3 separate regions of the Mus musculus genome follow, and all the other regions are linked to region 3. Evidence: chromatin contacts called from public HiChIP or PLAC-seq and promoter capture Hi-C data. All regions are on one chromosome and are shown on one strand. The core of a region is the stretch at or near the end of the contact, and the rest is flanking DNA. Distances in the headings are between cores, read along the strand shown. Region 1 holds the start of Calcb (calcitonin-related polypeptide, beta). Region 2 holds the start of Pde3b (phosphodiesterase 3B, cGMP-inhibited). Region 3 holds the start of Btbd10 (BTB (POZ) domain containing 10).

Region 1 (4,501 bases), core at 1,416-3,915, 1.3 Mb before region 3:
TTAAAAAAAGGACCAAGAGAGGAAATTAGGAAGGACTCAGAAGGCTCCAGTAGCATCCTGGACACTTCAAACCAAAAGCAATGGACCTTCTGCAAGCAACCTGCTGTGTTCTTGTCTTGTCATGGTGTTTCAGGCCTGGAGTCCATACCAGAGATGGCAGGAACGTTGTTCAGATCCTGTTGCTCAGATCCTGCACCTACATGCCCAGAACCCTATTTAGATCCCATGCCACTTAGATCTGGGACTGTCCAGACTGCAGGCAGGGAAGACATGTCAAGCAGCACTAAACACCAGGGGCTAATCTTACGGCAGTCAGCAGGTTAAACTAGGCAGGGGGACTAGAAGTTGGGGCAGGAGATGGTAGAGGTAGAGTTCTCACAAATTCCATTGGGAAGGCTCAGAGTTGCAGTAAGCCAGGACAGTGTGGAGAAGGGCAAAGAAAATTGGTGACTCTTTCTGGCATTCCATGTGTTGTTTGTCTTTCATGCTGCCAGGGATTGGGGTGGGGGGGGGGGGACGGTGGATCAGGGTGTAGGTCAACATATTGCTTTTCTTTGGAACCAGGCCAGAGTTGGTCTCTTTCAGGGCTAGGAGCACATGGGCCCTGTAACAATGTAACATGGGACCCTGTAACAATGTGTACACATCTATGAATGCCCCGACCTACCTCAGACTCTGTGCTACCTGTCCCAGACCCCTTCTACCCCAACAACTTTTCCTTGTAAGTGTGGAATGAAGGCTCCTTGACAGTTGAAAGAGCAGCAAATGTTGGAAGCTGTTAAAGCTTCCTGAAATTCTAGTCCATCCTCTGGCACCACACTTACCAGTCCTACCTCAGCAGGTTCAGCGATGTTGATGTTTCCCCATCAGTGCAATCCAAATCCCTTCTACATCTCCTCATTTCTTTTCCCAAGAGTTTTCAGGAGAAACAACATTGTAATGTGTCTAACAACTATGAGCCCCTCTGGTGGTACTGGAAGCTCTGTGGGAGGCTAGGACTCACGTTTAGTTCCTTGGACTGCTGGCCACTGTCTCTCGACCTCTCTGGAATAAGTCCTCCTACATGTGGGGGTCAGATGGGGAGGAGACTTACCGGGAGCCCTTAGTCTCTTGCTCCTCCTGTTCCAGCTTCCTGGCCTTCATCTGCTCATAGTCCTGCATCAGTGCAGCAAGCAAGAGATGTTTTTCCTGGTCGCCGAGGGTGCCCAGGTCTAGGCTGCTCTCCAAAGCGGACCTGTGGAGGTAGCAAAGCCAGTGCAGGTTCTGATTCCCTGCCTATCTCCTCCCCAAATAAGAAACCAAGCTTCCTAGCCCTTGCTTCTTCCCTAGGGGCGTAGCGGTCTGGTCATTAGGCCAGTTCCCACATGAGGGCGCTGAATTACCAATAACCAAGTAGGGCTACAGAGCCGCAGAGTTGACACACCCCAGGGGCAGCCGGAGGAGAGCCAGACTGCACTTCTGATTCAGGTTAATTTACCTGAAAGGGGCAGCCTGGAGGCTGCTGGCCAGGCACAGGACCCATATGCTGCTGAGAGCCAGAAAAGGAAAGAACTTCCAAAAGTCCATGATGTCTCTGTAAGAAGAGAAGAATGGTCCAATTGCTCAGGACTATAGACCCAGGTTCTATTTCTCCTACCACACTGCAGCTCTCAAAACGTGCAGTAGATGCAGTGTGGTGAGTGGCTTGATAGAGCAGAAACGAGTGGGGGAGAGTAGATGTGGTTTGCAGTTTCTGCTCGGTTTAAGAACAAGGAGGAGCTACCGGCACTCATTTGCCCCCAGCTTGCAGGAGAACACACGTGCCGCGCCCCTTTGGCTCTCATCTGTGAAGAAACCAAAAACCACCCAGAGATCCCTGCGCCTTGCTGTCCCGCTGCTAAGGATTTCTAACAGGTTGAAATTATTATAATCACCCTTTCTGAGAGGTTGCCCTGGGGAAGAAAGTTAACTTGGAACTAATCCCCCTCTCTCCATCTGCAGAGTTGGGAGATTTTTTTTTTTAAACTACCTCAGAACCGCAGATGAGGACTCCTCCTCCCCACAGCGAAGCGAGACCCACCTGCTTGCTGATAACCCCAGGAGGCTAAAGGCTGGAAACATCTGAGAGAAAAGATCAGTGCTCCCCAATCCCGAATCCAAGGAACTCTTTAACCTAAAACTGGTTAGGATGCGGCAAGACCACCTTCCCTCAAGGAGGGGGCACAGACGCGCCTAGATAGGGTCGCCCAGCTTCCAGTGCTGCTGAGTAGTCGTAGGGGTCCCACTTACTTTAGTTAAAAGAAAATGTCAAGACTGTACTTTCTGACAATGGCTGCAGGAAGGCGGAAATGTATGTGGAATGATAAGGAACCAGGACAGCAAAGGGATCCAAGTAGAGTGGGGTGTGGTGGCTTGCGCCTGTAATCCGCATCCTTAGGATGCTGAGAAAGGAGAACCTTAGCGTTTGAGACGAACCAACTTGAGCTATATAGTGGGTGCCAGGCCAACTTAGACTACAGTGTGAAATACTGCATTAAAAAGAGCAACCAAAAGGAAACAAACTAAAGGAGAGAGAGCTGTAGGCGTTGAGAAGTTAAGTTTCTCACCTGCTAGCCCGTGTTGGAACAGCGAGAGTGAAGTGTCCACTGCAGAAGAGCACACACACACGGCTGTAGGCGTCTTGTCCCCAGAGCCGTGGTCTCTTATTCTCGATCTTGAGGGTGTGGGGGGTCCGCAGTAGCTCTTCCACCAATCAGAGCTCTGACCGAGCTTCCATAACGTCATAGCTGGAGCTACTTACACTTCTGCAGGAGGGAGGCAGCAGTCCACTCCCTGTCTTTGAGGTCATTGCTGAGGAACCGGGTAGGAGTGGGAGTGGGGGTGGGGTAAGGATACAGAGAGGGTGAATTCGTCCAGAATGTGAGCAAACCTGAGTTTGACATCACGACCTCTTTAATACCTGAACTCCAGCCTACAACCTTTTGCTGCCCACTCCAATGGGGACCTGAACCTCGTAGCTGGACTCCCACGCAGGCTGAGTAGCACTCCCAGGTTCTAAAAGGACTTCAGTAGATACATCCACGATGATGACTGTCACAGGAAGAAGCGGGTCCTTGGATACATTAGGGTACTTCTGTCATACCTGTCCCAAATGGGCACTCTAGCAGTGCGTGCTTCCCATCACCTAATAAGGATAGAAACTAGAGAGTATTGTGGAGCAGCAGGCTAACAGACTGCACAGGGAACTGGGCTTTCTCCTCCTGTACCAGACCTTCCAAATCCTGCGCTATGGTTTTTACATCCCTCCCCCGCCCCCATTCAAATCCCCAGACCTCACACTGCTGTAGCAGTGTAGATTAAAGCACTTCCAAGCATCCCTGGCGGGTTTGCCTAGCAGGAGGCTGGCGCTCAGATGGCAGTTCCCTTCCCCTCCCCTGCATCTCCACCACCCCACTCTGCAGAGCTTGAGAGCTGAGCCAGGGTCCTGCACAGGCCACCTGAGCAACCCAGGGGTCAGCAGGGAACTTTCACACTCACTCAGCTGCTGGTTAAGCATCCATAGGTTCAGGCATCCGACAGCTGGCAGGTGACCTTTGGCATTAACACACCGTGTCACTGAGGAATACTCGGTTCACTTGCCTTCAGCAGAAGACTGTGTGCACGCACTAACCCAAATCAGTTGAGCTTTGGCCAAAAATAATCTCACATTTCTGCTTTCAGAATCAGGCATGAATTATGTGCACTGGGATAGGCACATCACCACTCTGGCCTAACCATGGGCATCACAAGTGCCCACCCAAGAAAAAGAACTGAGTATCTCCTGTTTTCCACGTCGCCCATTCTTCCAGGTGTGAGGAGAAGATACGCGGTGCTCAGCTACTAGAAAGTGAACTGACATCATTCCCAAGGCTTCAGGCTTTCCCTCTCCGCTGCTTGGTTGCAGCACAAGGACTCTCCAAGTGCCCAGCTTGCTGGGGGTTCCAGTAATGTGTGGAAAAGGCTATACCTGTGGCTTGGGAGATCCACACCTGGCCCTCAGTTTCTGAGAATCAGAAAGGAACTCAGTGTGTTTACTCAGGTCCTCTGAGTCACTTTTCTGATTCAGGTCCTAGTTGTTGGAGCAAGGGCAGATGATACCACCCTCCCTCAATTAAAAAAAAAACCCCAACTGGGAAACTCCCGCTGGCCTCCAGTCCTCAATGTGGTGAGGAGGATGGGAGGCAGTTTCCCCAGGAACCTAGATGTAGATCAAAGTTGCCCCCAGCAGAGGCATAGGATGGCTTTGTAATGATTTTTTTTTTGGTAATTGGTAGGGCACCCAACCAATGCTCTCTAGAGGAATTTCTTCATGAAAACAAGGTCCTTCTCCATCTAGATTGTGAGTTCACTTTTGGATGGAAGGAAAATCATGGGAATGACCTTTTTTGGTTTGAGGGTCTTCTCTCCAAAAGTCCTACAAATAATAGGGTGACATCTGTGTCCCTCTTCTGGATTTGGGACTTGAAAAGTGCCTGTAGAATGT
Region 2 (4,322 bases), core at 124-2,623, 1.0 Mb before region 3:
CAGCGCAGACCACAGGTTGCTGCCCCTTGCTTTCCTCTGAGCGAGCCCACGCGCTTTCGCAGCTGCGCTCCTGCGCCGGGGACACGCAAGCGGTCCACCCGCGCTCCGCTTTCTCCTCCACCCCGCGCTCCTCTTCCCAGACCATGCCCGCCCAAGAACCCTACCTGTTCTCGGGAAATACAAGGCAACGACGGTCTCCTGAACATCTTGCCACTGCCATAGTAACCGGCTGCGCTTTCTCCCAGCGACACGCAGCTGGACCTCCTCCGGGGTCTGATCACAGGCACTTTTTCCTCCGCGGTACTCGCCGAGCGCGGCGGAGGGGAGGCTCCCCGGACGTGAAAGAAGTGGTCCAAGCCCAGGGCTAGCAGGCATCCCGCGCCCCCGACCAGGCACGACAGCAGAGGCCTGAGCGCGGGCGGCAGAGCCCCGAGGCCGGAGAAGGACACCCACCACACCAGGCCGGCGAAGAGCAGCACCAGGACGCCGTGCCGCAGCCTCACGCGGGGCGCGAGCGTCAGCAGCCCCACGCAGCTCAGCACCAGGCAGAGCCGGCCCGCCGCCGCCGGCTCCCCACGCAGCCACGACCACCACTGCCACGCCGCGAAGTCGCCCAGGTAGCAGCAGGCGGGCAGCGCCAGCAGCCACCAGGAGCCGGCGCCGCGGCCCGGGCCGCGCTGCGCGCGCGTCAGGAAACAGGTGAGGAAGAAGAAGGCACAGGCGATGCTGAAGAGCGGGCTGAGGCTGAGCGAGCAGGCGCTCAGCAGCGTCCGGAGCCCGGCTGCCGCGGCCGCCCAGCGCTCGGGCCTCGCGCCCAGCAGCGCGGCCAGGACAAAGGCGGCCAGGACGCCGAGCGAGAGGCGTGCCCCGGCGCGGAGCGAGGCCGCCGGCGGCTCCACGTTGCAGAAGCGGCAGAGGTGGAAGAAGAAGCTGCGCGGAGGGTCCTGCCGCAGCGGGCTCACGCAGCTCTTCACGTAGCCGTTGCGCAGGCTCTCGGGGGGCGAGGCGGCCGAGGCTGGCGGCGGCGGCGGGGACCTCATGGCTGGCGCGTCCCGCTCGCGCTCGTCTTTCCTCATGGCCCCGGGCCGCCGGGGGGCCGCTGGCGCTTGCCGACCCCGCGCCGCCCTCCGCGTTCTGGGCGCCCCGAGCTTCGCAGAGCGGTCACGGCTGCGCCCGCCGCCGCCACCGGCCGGGATCCCCGGCGCGCGGGCTGAGGGGCGGCGGCGTCCGCCTCATGCCGGCCACTGAGAGCGGCGAGAAGGGCTTCTTGGTGTCCCGGGACCGCCGCGGACGCCTCTTCCCTTTTCCCTCAAGCGCGGCTCGGGACGGGAGACGGCGGCGTCGCCTCCCAGCTCCCGCGCGCTGCAACAGTTACCTCACGGCCGCAGCCTGGTCCGTTGGGCGCGCGATCGGGCGCTCCTCCCCCGCGGCTGCCCCTGCCGGGCGCGCGCCCCGCCGGCGGCCCCGCGCGCTCCCGTAGCTCGGCCGGTCGCCACTGGGGCGGCCGCGGCCCGCGTCAGGATGCGCATCCGGGACCCCGCGGGGGAGCGCGCGCCCACGGCCCGGCTGGTCGCTCCAGTGAGACAGCCGTCGCGTCAGGCTGCCAGACTTGGACCCCTCGGGGAGCGCGCGCGGGCCACCGAGAGCTCCACTGCTGAAGTCGGAACCCCTACCCCCCGGACTGCCACAGAGCGGCGAGCTCTTTGGCAGATGGGAGGGACTGATCACAGTCCTGAGACGCCCCGAAGCACAGTCCCCTTTGAGGTAAGTCACATACAAGACCCACTCAGGTCACTGCGAGGTCTTGGGGAGACATGGACCCCAAGGGCAGTGCCTAGTGAGGTGAGAGCTCATGGTGTGCCCTCAGACTGTGAATGGAGACATGAAGCTGGAGGCTCAGCCAACACTGAGGCCAGACCAGAATGAAGAAACTCAACACTGTCAGTCACATCTGGCTTCCAGGGCAAGGGAGATTTGGGGCCCAGCAGCAGGCCTTGAATCCCTTCAGGGGCTCAAGGGAGGAGGACCCCTGGAGAGTGCACTCTGATAGCGAGCACGTCTTGCTGAAGAACCCTTTTCAGTGAGGCTAAGAACTAATATCCAGTCCTGTGATTAGCATCCTTGCCAGACATGCACTGTTTCACATAGACCTGCTGTCCCAAAGGTTCTTTCCAAGTGAGAGACTTGTTCTGTGCAACGGTGTGTTTTGTGGGGTGTGTTCTTTGGGGAAAGGAGGGAAGGGAGTCCCACAGTCCTAATACCACTATCAACTTGAATGGGGTTGGCCTTGAAAGAAGCCAATTATGTTTTCTGTGAAAGACCTGTGAAACTGGTACACTAGGAAAGACAAAAGTAGAAGTGATATTAGCAAAGACAGACGTAAAGGTTGGAGAAAAGAACTTTGCTGAATGAAAGGGATTGCCCTGGAATCCAACCAGTCATAACTGCCTTAGAAAGTGTAAACTGTTTCCCTCCACTGAAACTCCCTTCAACCTCATGACAGGCCTGCTTTTCTTAAAAAGCTAATTCCACATTTTTCCAGGGAGATGAGAAACCTTACTGTGTGGTAAATCCCACAAACAGACCTATTTTTCACCAATTAATCTAAGCCCATAGCCATGACCTAAAGCAGACCATTTTCATATATAGTCATAATTCACACACATAATAGAAATCACTGAAGAATTAACACAAGAATTTGACAAATGTGGGAAAAGACCAGAATTTCCTTGGCTTTTTTATGTGTTAGATAAAGAAAAAATATTTAATGGAGTGTTCAAATGGTTACCCAAATGTCCTAAATGATAAAAATTCACTGAATCTTTTTTTCCACTAGACATGAAAAGAGGAAACTCATTTTAGCTAAACTCAACAAGTATCTTTTAAATCCTGTACATAAAATCATCACAGACCACACACCCCCCAAACACACACACAGAATCAATTGAAGACTAAATAGGAAACTTGACCTACATATTTTGAGTTCATATAGAAGGGCATGACAAAACAAGCATCACCATTACTAAAATACCATTTTAGGTCATTGTTTTAAAATAAAAACTTATAAAACAAGTTAAAGTTATTGTATTGTTATTTTTAAATCTGAGCTTGTCATCTGAGATAAAATAGACATGTTAATGAAAAGATTAGTGGGCTAGACTATTAGTGGTTTTAAAAAGCTACAGTGTCTGTATGCCAAAACCATAGAGGTATCTTTAGGATTCATTTTTCAAATTGATACAAGCAACTTTTGAATTATTTGTGCACCCCCACAAAGTAACCAAAATTTCATTGTTCATAAATGAAGAGGACTGTACAAAGGATTATTGCCTGGAAAATAGAATTCAAAGCCACTTTTATAAATCTGCTTTGCTTAGCAGTTCTTTAAACATCTTTTAGCTGTTGTCAAGATTTTTGTAGGTCTAAAAGTCTGACTTTCTCAAAAGCCCATAGACAGAACACATCCCTCTGTACACCAACCCAGGGCCTGAGGATTCTGAAATAAAATGTAAGGATTGTGACAAGACAATCAGAAGTTTACTTAACAAAAAGAATGAGCTAGCTATGTTTATAATAACTCCCTTCTCTATTTATAGTCTCTGTCAAAGATTACTAGGCTGCATTTCTTAGAGGGCAAATTAATTATTCTTCTACCAAACTTAAACAACTAATAGATTTCCTTAGTTCTCATCTTCAAGTTCAAGAACATATGACTGTTATATGTTGTGACAGAGACCTAATATATACACTTAACTTCTCTTAGCACTCTATCCCAGCCTTATTTTACCCAAGTTGGCCTTGATTCTTGTCTCTATCTTCCCTTTTAAGTTTAATCAATGGCATGGAATCCTGGTGCTTACTGCTCATTCTGAAGCAATGCATCCCCCTACCATATTATATTTTTTTAATAACGGGGTCTTTGTCAAGTTCCAAATACCCAGAGTTGCCACTTGTAGTTTAATCAAAGGGTAAGAATTCTGTTCTGTATCCCTTAAGGGAGAACCTATACGAATAAGCCACTAATATTTCCATTAAGTCTGGAGGAACCCGTCCTGCTCTTTTCATTCTCAGGGCCTAAAACTTACCCTAAAAACTAATTAAGTGCCTAAGAACACTTTTATCATTGACAGATGTTATCTCACTACAAGCCATTGTTTCCCTTATAGCACCATTTAAAATATCCCAGCACTAGGGTCTATCCAACTGTTAAAATACCTTCTGCATCTGAACTCTCTGGTGCTAGTCATTGATGCATCAAAAATGGTTCTTAGTAAAGCCAAAAGACAAAGAGATCTCATGCTTAGTCTCAACCATTTTCCCTC
Region 3 (4,192 bases), core at 1,482-3,981:
GTTCTTTGTATTACTATTTTATCTATTATGATTCTCTTTTGCATTTGGATGAGCCTTAAGCCTGGTTGCCTTCAGTAAAGGTCCTTAGAGTTCTGTGTGCTAGCATTCCTTCTAGGCTCCACCCCAGCTATCTGGCAACAGCCTGGTATGCCCAACTCACTATTAAAAAGGCTGTTTGCCCCCTCCTCATTCTCTTATCTTCTTCTTCTCTGCCCCTTCTTCCTCTCTCCCCATGTCCCTCCCTCGCTCTCTCCACATGTTCCTGGATGGCCTCTTTCCCTCTCCTCTTTCTCTTCCATTCTCTTCCTCTACTCCCTCAACTCCCCTCTCCATGCCCTAAATAAACTCTATTCCATACTATATCCATATATATTATACTATAGCTGGTACCTCAGGGAGAAGGGATGACTCAGCATGGGCCCACAGAGGCACCCCCCTTCTACCTCACCATATAGATCCCTGGCCAAGAATATTCCTGGCTGGCTGGCTGGCTTTCTTTCTTTCTTCTTTCTTTTTTATAAAACACAACACTGGACGTTTTTTGTTTTTTTTCTTTTCTGTTGTGTAGCTCATTTTTGCTGTGTGACAAGTGTGACTTAGAGATTTAATATTAGCAATTAGGATTGCAGTGTAATAAAAGAACCTTGATTTGGGATAGATTTCAATTGGTCATAGATATAATCCCAGTACTCAAGAGGGCTGAGGCAGAATAACTACTTCAAGTTGGAAGCTAACCTGAGCTAAGCTATATAGTGCATTTTAGGCCAGCCTAGGCTAGAAGTATTTGAGATTGCCTCAAAAATCAAACCAACCAACCAACAACAACAAAAAAAAAATCAATTAACTTAGGTTATTTAGGTTGTGAGATTTGCACAACTGATGAAGTGCTTGCCACACAAGCACTAGGAACTGAGTTCCTAACCAGTGCTGGTGAAACAGACACAAGAGGATCCCTGGAGCTGGCTGGCTAGCCAGCCTAGCAGAATTTAAGAGCTCCAAATTCAGTGAGGGACACTGTCTCCCAAAATACAGTGGAGGATTACTGGGAAATGCCAACATCAATTTCTGGCCTCCACAGCATGCACACATATGCAACTGCATACTCACATAACTGCCTGCCTCTGCCTCTTGAGTGCTGGGATTAAGGGCATGCACCATGGCCTGGTCAAAACCTTTCATTAGAAAAATGACAGCTTCAATTTAGACATAAGGGAATGAAGAATCCAGTTTGATCTTTACCCCCAACTTGTGCTACAGTTACTTTATTTGAGATAAATTACAGAAAACTGTATCAAGATTGGGGAGGACTTTGCTATTGTTGAGGGTTTCCTTGAGGTTTCTTTGAACATTATTCATATTCAAGCCTCATTAGCTTGCTCTTTTTACAATGTTTTTAAGATTTTCAGCAATTTCCAAGAATGTAGAATGTTGGCTATAAAAAAACGTGTACACTATGTAACAATAATCTTTGTCTTCCTTTGGTCTCTGATATTTAAGCATTTTCAGGAGGAAAGTATGCCTGCTACCAGTTTTCCACTTCAAATGATAATTTACTTAGCATAAATGTTGGTTTGAAAAACACGTGGTATCACATATGGGACCCAAGGAATTTTTTCTTACAGTAACTAGATTTTAAACAAAGTTCTTTTCACAAAACAGTTTTCTTACCAAAATACTGAAACATGTATTGGGTTTTGTTTATGCCCTTCCCTCTCTTCTCAAAATGGGGGAACTTCTACTGATCTTTAAAATTGGACTCAAATGCCACTCCCTAGTGGAGGGCTGCTTTTTGAGATGAGATCTCACGTTAGCCCAGAAACACCTGGAACTCAATCTTTCAGCTTCTGCCACCCTTCGCAATCCCAAGACCAGAGGAGCGAGCAACTGCACTGAGGGGTTCTCAACAGGATTGTCTCAGATCAGCTCCTACAGCTCACTCACTAAGGGGAGTATGTTCTGTAGCAAGCATAAAGAGGATTATCCGTTCCTCTGTGGGTCTGAGTCCCGGGAGGGGAGAGTTTTGAGCGCCGGGGAGGTGACTTCCTCACTTTTCCATCTCTTTTAGAGCCTCCCATCAGGCACACGGTGGGTTCGGTGACACCGGAGTGCTACTTTGGCGAGCTTTTGCCCGCCAGAAACTCAACCCATTCAGCTGATTCTCCGCGTCCCAGAGGTGGCGCCACCGCAGGCGTGTCAGCTGGTGCACCGGTTCCCGCCAACAACAGAGGGTTTCAAACCAAGCAGAGCGTTGCAAACCAAGCGGCGGCCGCGGGGAAGCGGCGACCTCCGGACCACCGCCTGCCAACGCCTCGTGCTGCCCGTACCAGCTCGCGGACCCCGCGGAGGAAGGCGACCCGGGCGTTCGCCCTGCTGACAGAAACGCTCTCCTAGAAGAAGACTCCCAGGCACTGCTTTTACTGGCCCGGAGACGCCGTCCGGCTTTTGCCTAACGGTGACAGGAAGCGTGGAGTGAGGGTGTGCTCAGAGGTGTGGAGGTGGCCTGAGACTGCTCTTGGCTCACCGCGCAGAGAAGCGCTCGCGGGGAAGCTACGGGACAGCACTGCCAACCGAGACCGCGGAGACACTACTCAGGCTCTCAGTGCCCCGGTGACACGCCTACTGTGGGAGGAGCTCCGTCCTTCGCGCGAGAACTCGCTTCGCCTCACCTCTTCCTAATGCGAAGTCTCGCGAGAAGCAGCTAAGGAGCCGGCCTGCAACCTGCCGGGGCGGCTCTGGTAGGCGCAGCCGGTGGAGCGGCCGCCTCACACCTAGCACCGGAGGGGTCCGGTTCAGTGGGCGGAGGGAGCGGAGCGTCGCTCTCTCTTGGAGCTCTTCCCCAAGACCCTCGGTGGACGTCTCAGGGGCCAGCAGGTTGGAGCGGGCCGGGTGCGGGCGGCTGGGTTTGTAGTGGAAGCCGAGGGCGAGGCTAGCTGCTGTGAACCGGGCTCCGGGAGGCTGGCGGCGGCTCCAGGAGCGTGGGGCGCGGTGCTCGGGGCTGCCCGCTTGAGCACCGGGTCCGGAGAGGCGGGGAAGGGAGCTGCTTTTTGGGTTAGGAGTCTGGAGGCCTTTTCCCAGGGGAAAAAAAGCTATTTTCTCACACCTCCTTTCCAGGGCAGAGTAACCCAGTGCCCCGCCCCTTTCCTGTCATCTTTGGGTCACCGCGGCGACAAACCGAAGAAGGCGCATCACAATAGGGCGGTGAGTAAGGCTCCCAGTTTGGGGATAAGGTGGTGGGGGAGTTGCCCTTTGGATGGAGGATGAGACACCTGTGATGTGCTGCTGTGTGCTTTTATTCTGTAACCGTTTCAACGAGGGTAAAGCTTGGTTTCCCACTCTAACTTGCCCAGAAAAGGTTCAGATTTATTCTCTGTGAGTCACAAGCCCTCTGACACCCCTGATTTTGGGGTATGGGCTGGAGGGGACCTGAGATTTCACTTAGTTTGTCAATGTGGGTTAGTGTGCTGTGCCTAACCTCGGTCTTTCCCGGGTTCCCATGTCTTTTTTTTTTTTTTTTTTTTTTTATCTCTTTAAAATTTTGAGTCTTAGCCTCTTATTGGTATTTGGAGTCCACGACCAGGCTATAAAAAAGTTTTCCACTTTGTGCATTTAGTATAGGAAATTATTTTATAGCCATGTAAGAGTCTGCACGCTTTTTATTTCAGCTAACAATCTGAATGAAGCAGTACAGTGTATTGATTGGCAGTTGGGTTTCTTTCTGTTCTTGCCTGCCTCCCACTCTTCTCTTGCCCCACCAGCCCAATTTGATCCAAACTTTTTAGAGAGGGGTTTAGGGATGAATTTTGAATGAAATAGACTGTAGAAATTGGATGGAAAGATAAAATAAGACATGTGAATGTAAAGACTGAACAAGTTTCTGCGCTGGAGAGTCCATCTAGAACTCAACCGTGGGCATTGAACCAAGGACTGATGCTGAATATTAAGCAGAAAGCAGTAGAAAGTACTTGGAAAATTACTAAATGGGAGGTAAAGATGAGTTAATATAGTTTTCGAGGACAGTTAATTTTGGAGATTTTAGGCTTAATCGTTTTTTCTAACACAGAGGTTAGTACTCAGCGCTTATTCTTATGGGTTGAGAAAAGGTAAGAAGGAAGCTTCAGGAACATGAGGGTGGTTAGGACCCAGAGCAACGGAGTTCAGAAAGTTCTGCGAGATGTTTTGCTTGTTAGACATT

The links. Promoter capture Hi-C pulls out the DNA fragments that hold promoters and counts their contacts. HiChIP or PLAC-seq counts read pairs in DNA pulled down with a chosen protein or histone mark.
Region 1: a promoter capture Hi-C map of liver shows a contact between it and region 3, with 3 times the contacts expected there. The contact joins the promoter of Calcb here to the promoter of Btbd10 in region 3. A contact is called at or near these places in 2 of 39 promoter capture datasets (liver and pre-B cells).
Region 2: a contact with region 3 is called in an H3K27ac HiChIP or PLAC-seq map of microglia, with 10 times the contacts expected there. The contact joins the promoter of Pde3b here to the promoter of Btbd10 in region 3. A contact is called at or near these places in 3 of 39 promoter capture datasets (cranial neural crest, embryonic stem cells and pre-B cells) and 1 of 115 datasets of contacts at active chromatin or transcription factors (microglia).

What each region holds. Positions count from the first base shown.
Region 1 is chr7:114,716,807-114,721,307 of GRCm38.p6, reverse strand. Calcb (calcitonin-related polypeptide, beta) reads right to left here and starts at 2,665. Exons shown (of 5, transcript NM_054084.2): 1 at 2,586-2,665; 2 at 1,478-1,573; 3 at 1,094-1,234. The coding sequence starts at 1,566.
Region 2 is chr7:114,412,305-114,416,626 of GRCm38.p6, reverse strand. It overlaps Pde3b (phosphodiesterase 3B, cGMP-inhibited), which reads right to left and starts at 1,373. Exons shown (of 16, transcript NM_011055.2): 1 at 165-1,373. The coding sequence starts at 1,076. 4933406I18Rik (RIKEN cDNA 4933406I18 gene) reads left to right here and starts at 1,466. Exons shown (of 4, transcript NR_029437.1): 1 at 1,466-1,764.
Region 3 is chr7:113,367,878-113,372,069 of GRCm38.p6, reverse strand. Btbd10 (BTB (POZ) domain containing 10) reads left to right here and starts at 2,731. Exons shown (of 11, transcript NM_133700.2): 1 at 2,731-2,871; 2 at 3,112-3,198.